Linked DNA regions of Zea mays: all the other regions are linked to region 1. Evidence: chromatin contacts called from public Hi-C data. All regions are on one chromosome and are shown on one strand. Each heading gives the region's core, a stretch centred on a gene start, on an enhancer-like site or on the middle of the called end of the contact. The rest is flanking DNA. Distances are from core to core; before and after follow the strand shown. Region 1 holds the start of LOC100281339. Region 2 holds the start of LOC100278531. Region 3 holds the start of LOC103631300 (transmembrane 9 superfamily member 7).

Evidence for each region. Hi-C and Micro-C count contacts between places; a contact is called where the count stands out from the background.
Region 2: a Hi-C map of bundle sheath shows a contact between it and region 1, with 3 times the contacts expected there. The contact joins the promoter of LOC100278531 here to the promoter of LOC100281339 in region 1. A contact is called at or near these places in 2 of 25 Hi-C or Micro-C datasets (bundle sheath and ear).
Region 3: a Hi-C map of ear shows a contact between it and region 1, with 2.1 times the contacts expected there. The contact joins the promoter of LOC103631300 here to the promoter of LOC100281339 in region 1. A contact is called at or near these places in 3 of 25 Hi-C or Micro-C datasets (ear, leaf and tassel).

The regions. Positions count from the first base shown.
Region 1 is chr6:114,597,113-114,599,907 of Zm-B73-REFERENCE-NAM-5.0, reverse strand. It overlaps LOC100281339, which reads left to right and starts at 1,288. Exons shown (of 4, transcript NM_001154257.1): 1 at 1,288-1,555; 2 at 1,664-2,370. The coding sequence starts at 1,510. LOC100279268 (RNA-binding (RRM/RBD/RNP motifs) family protein) reads left to right here. Exons shown (of 6, transcript NM_001152289.1): 6 at 1-232.
Region 2 is chr6:114,464,069-114,466,874 of Zm-B73-REFERENCE-NAM-5.0, reverse strand. It overlaps LOC100278531, which reads right to left and starts at 1,436. Exons shown (of 1, transcript NM_001151775.2): 1 at 157-1,436. The coding sequence starts at 1,093. The coding sequence ends at 413.
Region 3 is chr6:114,414,577-114,417,712 of Zm-B73-REFERENCE-NAM-5.0, reverse strand. LOC103631300 (transmembrane 9 superfamily member 7) reads right to left here and starts at 1,703. Exons shown (of 13, transcript XM_020540054.1): 1 at 1,690-1,703; 2 at 1,494-1,542; 3 at 792-962. The coding sequence starts at 1,703. LOC100282598 (vacuolar ATP synthase subunit B) reads right to left here. Exons shown (of 15, transcript NM_001155506.2): 11 at 2,645-2,727; 12 at 2,403-2,450; 13 at 2,273-2,326; 14 at 2,082-2,165; 15 at 1,435-1,956. The coding sequence ends at 1,771.

The DNA of each region.
Region 1 (2,795 bases), core at 39-2,538:
CCCTGAGCTTTCTGTAGAAGGTGCAGCTCAAATTCTCGTAGGCATGAGCCTTAGAAGACCCTTGAAACTACAAGCTTTGTGGTAACAATATGGTGTCATGGAACATATGTATTTTGATGTAAAACATTCGCTCACTGACCAGTGACTTCGCCATCTCTGCTTATGTATGTAGAGAAGCTTAGCAAAGGATTGGACTGATACTATTGAATTGTGTGGGTTTCTATTTGTCTCCATTCTGATCTGAATGCGTGTTATCTCGTTTCAAAATTCTGTGTTGTTGCTATCCATTTTATGATAGCTGGAGCTATGTGCCTATGTGTGGTTGTCTCATTACTGGTGTTCCAAGTTTTATGATAGCTGGACCTATATGTGGTTGTATCATTATGCGACTTTAATCTGGCTGTGGCGTATTTTATCTCTATGGATTGGATTGCAGCTGCAGTCCAAACAGCTGCTGCAGCTGTATTGATGAACTGATTTCACTGGTCAATCTATCACGGTTCAATAAGAGGATGATTGGCAAGGGCAGTGTCATGCGGTCATGATAGCGATTGCCAGTTTCAGTCTCCAATTTGTCGGACCGCGTGTAGAGCTGGTACAGCCCCGACGATGTCTTGACCTTCGAATATACTAAAAGTGAAATTCGAGTTTGTTGATCGGTTCGGATGTACTATGAAATTCAAACTCGGTTCAGATGTACTATATGGAATTCAAGTTTTATATTTAGGTGAAAGGCTACGCGGAGATTTGTTTCTAGAGATTCCGAGACACGCAGACAGGAGGATCGAAGTCCAAACGCTACCAGTCTACTGCACTGTCTCTCGTTCTTCCGGCGAAGCCATGGTGTCGACATCGTTGCTCCATGCCTGGAGCCGCACGCCTCAGCACTCAACTCGCCGCGCCCGGTCTGCAGAGACCTGTTCGTTGTCGGGACCCTCCCCGCCATCCACAGACTCAGCATGCCCCCGCAGCGTGCCCACTCCGCGTGCTGACATCTGCGCCGCCGTATGATTCGATCGGACGGCGGGCCGCGTGGGATGACAACATTCTCGTCGTGTGGCGGGTCCCGCTAGCCTCGCCGACGTCCCGAGGTGAGTGAGGAATCACGCCTCTTCTCGCGCGTATAAAAACGATTGATGGAGGCCGCTGGTTATTGTAAGAATCCATCGATTGCTCGAGAGAGGGATATCTGTTTCCGCATCGGCAGCGTTCTCTGCAGCGGCGATGCCGCTCCTCGAGGTGCGCGCCACCTTCTCCCTCCCATCTCGTCCGTCCCCTACGAACCTCGTGGCGCGGCCCTAATTTCGCCGCGTGTGCTCTGCACCGTCGCGCTTTCCTGGGCCACATTGCTTATCTTCTCGCTGCTATTATTCCTTTCCCTTCCAAATTTGGGTCGTGTTAATTCCTCCGTTGTCGTTAGTTTCCCCTCCATTTACGCCGCTGAATTGCGAGGCGGAATCGCAGTTTTTTTTGATAATTCAGTTGTTGCGTTGCTATGAATCGTAGGAGATGATGGAATCGTCGTACATCCGCACGTACCTGCAGCAGATGGCAGGTAAGTAGGTCAACAAATTGATTCCTCTCGTGGTCGTTGTGTGATTTTGACGCGACATGCGTTGCGTGCATGTATCTCTCTGCTCTCTCGGTGCCTCGGTGGTAGCAGCGTCGGTCTCCACGGCGAGCTGCGACCCGTCTAGCGGCGCCGATGAGGTGGAGTGCCGCGACGAGGCGGCGGCGCTGAGGCTTAAGATGGTGTTCGTCGTGGCCATACTCGTCGCAGGCGCGACCGGCGTCGCGATCCCGCTCGTCGGCCGCCGCTGCCACGGGCATGGAGCCTCCTCCTCCTCCTCCACCGGTGGGGCGTTCGTGCTCGTAAAGGCGTTCGCGGCCGGGGTGATCCTGGCCACGGGCTTCGTCCACATGCTGCACGACGCGGACGAGGCGCTCACGGACCCTTGTCTCCCCGCCGCGCCGTGGCGCCGCTTCCCGTTCCCAGGGTTCGTCGCCATGCTCGCGGCGCTCGGGACGCTCGTCTTCGACTTCGTCGGCACGCATATGTACGAGCGCAAGAAGCACCACGCCGATGCGGAGGAAGCCGCCGTCGTCGTTGGCAATGCCAGTGCCAGTGCCAATGCGAGCGGCCACGACGTGATCGTTGCGCTGCTACAGGACGGCGCGCTCGTGGCGAGCACTGGCAGCAGCATTGGGAGAGACGGGGGAGGCCACAAGGACCCCATGCACATCGTGGGGATGCACGCGCATGCCGCAGCACATAGGCATAGCCACGCCCACGGGCACGGCCCATGTGATGACTGTCACGATGGGCATGATGAGGAGCCGTCCCAAGCTCGTCATGTGGTCGTCTCCCAGGTACTGTGCGTTTCTAACAAAATGTACTCTGTTCTCAAAACACACAACAAAAATACATATTTCAATTGCATGATGAAATGATGGTACTTGCTCAATGCCCAACTTCATGAGGAATTGTTACTAGAGAGTGACAATATAATGTGGCATGCATGTTGGAGTTGTGGTCAGTTTAAAATTTTGGCCCATGATAACCTAGAGTGGAAACATGTATGACCAGCTAGAGCCGCTATTTTTTTTAAAAAGGAGAAATTGTAGCGTAAGCATTAGGGCTTGTTCGGTTCTACCCCAATCCATATAGATTGAGGGGGATTGAGGGAGTTTTAATCCCTGGTAAGTCAAAATCTCTTCCATATGGATTGAAAATAACCTAACAAACTCTTAATGGGAACACCACATACGCCCCTTTAGCATGCCCCTTTAGCATG
Region 2 (2,806 bases), core at 187-2,686, 130 kb after region 1:
CCATTAAACTAGCATGTAGGGGGGAAGTAACTGGCTACACGGTATGGTAGAGAATAAAAGTGTGTTCTTGACTCTTGACTACTGACGCCACGTACGGAGCTGTTGCTAGCTATGCATGCATCGCTTTGTTTTTTTTTTTTTCTTTCTCCCGAGTAATTAATTGGCCCTTGATATCTACTCGGCCAAATCAAAAATTGGCGTAGGCCTGTGTAAACATGAACGGAGGGAGTGATAGAACTCTCTCTATTTTTGCACTTAGATTCCAATCCATTACTGCCTCTGTCTCTCCAGCACCGTTGACCATCTTCTTTGTTCGCGTACGTGTCCCATCTTCTCTGCCGATGCGCAGAGAGATAGATACTCCTGTTTTGATCGGCAAAGCCAGACTAGCAGTTGGAAGCCGGCTAGCTAGCTAGCTGCCGGACCCACGCGCATCGGCCTTGTTGACCTCCACCTTGAGCGACTTGAGGTACCTGACGGCCTCGTCGAGGACGGCCGCGGGCGTGTCCATCCGGTCGCCACCGGGGATGATCCCCTTGAGCGTCCGCACCATCTTCTTCACCCGTTCCTTCTTCTTCTCGCCGCCGGCCGGCGCCTCGTGCTTCCGGCCGCCGCCGGACGAGCACGTGGAGTCCGGGGAGCCAGCGGCGCGGCACCCCGGCGTGCGGCCCGTGCTGAGCACGTCGTCCTCGTCGTCGTCGCCGCCGCCGTCCTCCGTGCTCATCAGCGCGTCGATCTCGTCGGTGTCCTCCTTCTGCCGGACCGAGCCACCGCTGCCGCCGCCGCCGTGGTAGGCGCTCTCACCGGAGTAGTAACCCTGGTGGTCGAAGTTGTCGGCGGGCAGAGAGGGGTGGTACATCACCCGGCTCCGGTCGTACGTCTGGTCGAAGATGACGTAGTTCCTGGGGCAGGTGTCCGACGGTTCGAACTCCAGCCCCGTGAGCAGCGGCTGCCTCCGACCCGCGAGCGGGTCCTCATAGGCAGCGGCAGGGTACCGGTCGTTCGCAGGGTAGTACCCGCCTCCGCCGCCGTTGCCGGCGACGTCATAGCCGTACCCGTAGCCGTAGCCACCGTACCCCGGGTCTCCCTGCATTGGAACCACTCGCGCTGCGCTAGCTGGCTGCTTGATCTCTGGCCGTGTGTTTGTTTGCGGATCGCCTTTGATTGCACGAAAAGACAGACACCACACCAATGGAGGGTGAGCAATGGAACGGGATCGGACAGCAGGCAGGGAGGGAGGGAAGGACTGGTGAGCACAGGGTTTTGTTTTATACTACTTGTGTGCGTAACGGATGAATGAACAGCGATGGTGGTGGTGGGTTGGAATGGACGCTCTCATGCTAGCTCCCTCCGACCCTCCGGCCGGTAGTCCGATTGGTCGCTCGCTCTCCCGGTCTCCTGTTGCGCGTTTCCTTTTGGAGGCACTCCTTTTGAGTGTGGTACAGCGAGGAGGAGGACGGAGGAGGAGGGAGACGAAGACTGGGACGATGTGGAGGGAGCGGCGGGGCGAGCGCGAGCAGCACTGATGGCCTGGGATTCAAACGAATGGATGGATGGATGGATGGGGGCGCGCGCGGAGCTGGCGAGACGGCGTGCGCACTCGATGGGTGCTCTGCCTGTGGGTGCGCGTGCCGCTTCCCACCGTGTCAATGGAGGTGGGCATCGTGGCAGAGCCATCCACGCCCAACCCAAACCTCGCCAGCACGGACGGAGCAGGAGCAGGCTGGCGATGGCGAACTACTAGCACGCACGCACGCATGCACGCTGCCGTGCATTATGCGGCGCGCGTGGAGGGAGGGAGCGCACGGGGCCGCCGGCGTCGGATCGGCATCGTGCGCCGCAGGGCATTGCCGTTTTGGGCGCCGGGCCCCGCCACGCGCGTGGGCCATCGATGCCTAAGGACGCTTGGGCGGTAGGCCCGCGCTGAAGCAGCAGCGGGACAGCCCGGTCCGGCCCGGGGCTGTCCATCATGCTGCGCTGCGGGAGTTGGGAGGATCTGTACTAGTTAGTACTCATCATGTGAATGCCCGAGATTTTTTTTAATAATTATGAGTTTTTTTAAAAAAATGATAAGCCAGTCAAACTTGAGCACAGTACTTTTAAAAAAAAACTTCAAAAACTGATATACAAAACCCAAATGGCTCGGTTAAAATGTATAGAGGTTGTACAGGGAGAATGGTTAGAAAGTAGGTGAAATAGGCAGAAGCGGAGGTATATAAATATGAGTACAATGCATGAATAGGGATATTTGAGAGGGGGAAATGGCTGGATTCACCCTTAAAACTCCTAGAAATTTAAGCTATATTGAATCTTTATAGGAATTAGTTCATTTCTTACAGGCAAATACAGGACCAGAAATAAAATCCTCCAGCGAGAGTAGGACACAAGAGTACAAGACGCTATAAAACAGCACGACAGAAAGGATGTCTTTGTAGTATATGTCAGTAGAGTGATCAGGCTATCATTGGATTGGCGGACAGATGTTAATGTTAATCCGAGCCCGTCCGAAGCACCGGATGCTGTCATGGCACCAGTGCGTGGCGCCCTCGTAACTCGCACAATCGCAATCCCAGCTGGGCAGGCTTCTGCTCTGGCAGACTGCCACTCGAGAGAGCCGCCCCCCGTGGCCGGGACGAGACCCCGCTCCGAGGGCGCACACTCCGCCTCGTCGGCGTGCCCCTGTCGGTCCGCCGTGTAAGCCATCAACGTCGTCAAGCGCCATCATCATACATCTGGCTGGCGACCGAGCGCCGGGCGGAGCGGACAACTGAGCCGAGTCCTCCAACAGCTCTCCGTTCCCCGCTCC
Region 3 (3,136 bases), core at 454-2,953, 180 kb after region 1:
ACTCTCTTTGCTACTAGCTATAATGATTCTTGTGAAAAAAAAACTTAGCTATAATCATACAGTTTGAACTAAATACTTCCAAATTATATCAAAGTAACATTCAGATCTAATCAAGTCCACCATTATGAGCCACTGGAATGCCAGGTCTTAATGAAACCAACTGAAGGAAACTGCAGCATGTGCAGACTTGTGAGTCATGAGTGACAAGTGATCTATTCTACCCCATACACCAACTAGCTAATGAAACTTGTTGTCAATGTCAAAGACAAAATGACACGATAAATTGAGCATCAACATGTACAAGAAAAACATTGTATGCATAATCAAGCATACAGATAGATAACAAACATGAAAGCACCAGAAACATATTTCCCCAAAAAAATATGTAATTATCGAGACCACCACTGCAAGGTATCCAAAATGCAAATCCTACGCTAATGCCCTCACTGCATCGAAAAACACATGTTACCCGTACCGCCAACGAAAAGGCGGGCGATCAAAGATAGGATGGGGGCATGGCGCGCCGCATCACTTCTTCCCACGCCGAAACACGTAGACACACCAATGTTGACATCCATCCTTCCATACTTCGTATCCCTGAACCCTAAACCACGCGCCTACCCGCTACTCCCCCGCGCATCCCGAAAGCAAGATCTGAGACTGATCATCCAAACACTGCCAGATCCGCGGGCGCCAACAGCCGCGAGGGAAGACCTAGCCTTGGATTCGACCGGGAGTGGAAGCGGAGAAACATGCGGGCGAGAAGCCGGGGAATGAGGTCGATTGATCACCTTCTGGAAGTTATGGGGAGCGACGCCGGGGAGGACGCGAAATAGAGCGCGGCGGCAGCGATTAAGATGAGGAGGTGGCAGGGGCGCGGGCCTCTGTCGTGGGTCGCCATGGTTGGCGTCCCGGAAGCGGATGGGTGGAGAAAGGAGTGTGATGAGCAAGGGAGGCGCTGGCTGGTGAGGAAGTGCGAGTAGTTCAGTAGACGGGACAAGCGGGCCGAGGGAGCTGTGATTATACGAGCACCATTAATCTATGGAATTGGATGATAGTGAGTCACTATATCAAGTTAAAATTTATCGTAATACACTTTAATACACATAAAATTAAAATAACCGAATAATACCTAAAACATATAGAATTAAAATAACCGAATAAGGACTAAAAAATTTGAAATCTCTTCCGTTCCAAAAGTATTTAATTAAGGACAGACTATGTACTCCAGCTGTGGTTGTGGCTTCTACAATATTTTATCTCTACTGATTGCCGAGTATGAACAGCTGCAGCGGCAGTGCCAGCCGAACAGGTTAGTCCGTTTTTGCTAAGAAAAAGCATTTTCTTCTCTTCACGTCAAAGAATTCTCATCAAAACTGAGCCCTCAGATAACAACTTCGCACACATTAGACAGAACTTCTGGTGAGGCAGTAGCACATATTTCGCAGCAGTTTATTGCCCCTTCTTTATTCACCATTCACAAATGTACATACAGCCAGTTGTGTTCGAGCATCCTGGTCCAGAATGCTCTTGCTAACAGTTCTGGAAGGTGAAAGAAAACAAATAACTGAAATTTAACCATAGTCCACAGATGACACAATATCACAAATATTGCCGTGACCGCGAGTCATCTACGAAAAACTTGCGCTCATCAACAGAAAAGAATTGGACCTGACTACACATAAATACAGGGAAAAGGCCATGAAGCCAATCTGTTCAATTTATTCAACACTTGCCAAACTATTGGAACACTGATCAACGATCAGTGATTCAGTGGGAGGCATCTCTGCTATAGTACTGGTCCAAGGTCTTCGCCGGGATACGGTGGAGAAGTTCGCGAGGGAAGATCCGAAGCAATGTCCATGCAAGATCTAGTGACTGGAAGATGTTCCGTGTGTCGTATGCTCCTTGTGTCACAAACTTCCTCTCAAACTTGTCAAGGAACTCTAAGTAAAGCTGAGCAAGAAGTAACAGAACATTAGGTTTTGGACATCTGAAAAAGAACTAACTTAGGGCTTGTTCGGTTACGTCTGCACGCAACCCGAACAAGCCCTTAGGAATTTATTTCACTCGAAACAGACCAGATCCTCAGACGAGAGTGCCTCCTCTCCAACGACTGCCTTCATGGCCTGAACATCCTTTCCAATTGCGTAGTTGGCATAAAGCTGAAAGAGAAAACAGCAGATGTCAATTCATCTTGCACATCATGTCTGAAGGGTAGCAAAGACTATGGACTCCCTTATCAAAAATAACATGGACTCATAGTATGTACCTGATTAGACACATCCGAATGGTCTCTACGTGTCATGCCCTCACCAATAGCACTCTGCAGGAGTTGTTAAGTGGTTCTTACAACTAACCTTCAACATAAATGCTGAAAACATACAGAAAACTTATCTTACCTTCATCAATCGAGATAGAGATGGCAGGACATTGATAGGTGGATAAATCTGAAATAAAATAAAATGTGATCACATCAACACAGATAAGCTATCAAGGTAGTAAAAAATAAACAAATACTTCATATTCTATATCAAATATGAGAAAATAAGAAATGCTAAATTTAGTTATAAATAATTCCAGACCTGCCGCATGTGAAGGTATAACATTAGATAACTCAAGAATAAAAGACAAAGAAAAGCACCTGTCTGTTATGGAGCTGCCTATCAATGTATATCTGTCCCTCAGTAATGTATCCAGTAAGGTCCGGAGTTGGGTGTGTGATATCTGTTTTAGGAGTAGATTACAATATTAGCCATGGTATACTTGCGTTAAATGGCCAACAATTTTTTTCTCCTCGAAAACACAGGAGAGCTGTGTTTTATTATATTAAGAAGCAAACAAGGTCCTGAAATGGGCCGCTACAAATGGGTGGCAATTTACGGCAAAATCGCCAACAAAATGATATAGATGGTAAATAAATCATGAGGCCAACATGCTATAAATGGTCCATTTTGGACGTTTTCTTTTCTGGGATATATCAATGTAACTGTCCAGACGTGTGGTTAGATATAGTTGTGTTATTTATGAGCTTGTTTTTATTTAATATCAACTATATATTGCACCGTTCTATGTACTTGTAGCCAGTTCAATTCAATCCAAAACTATTGAACCGGCAGTTGAATTGGTCCTTGAC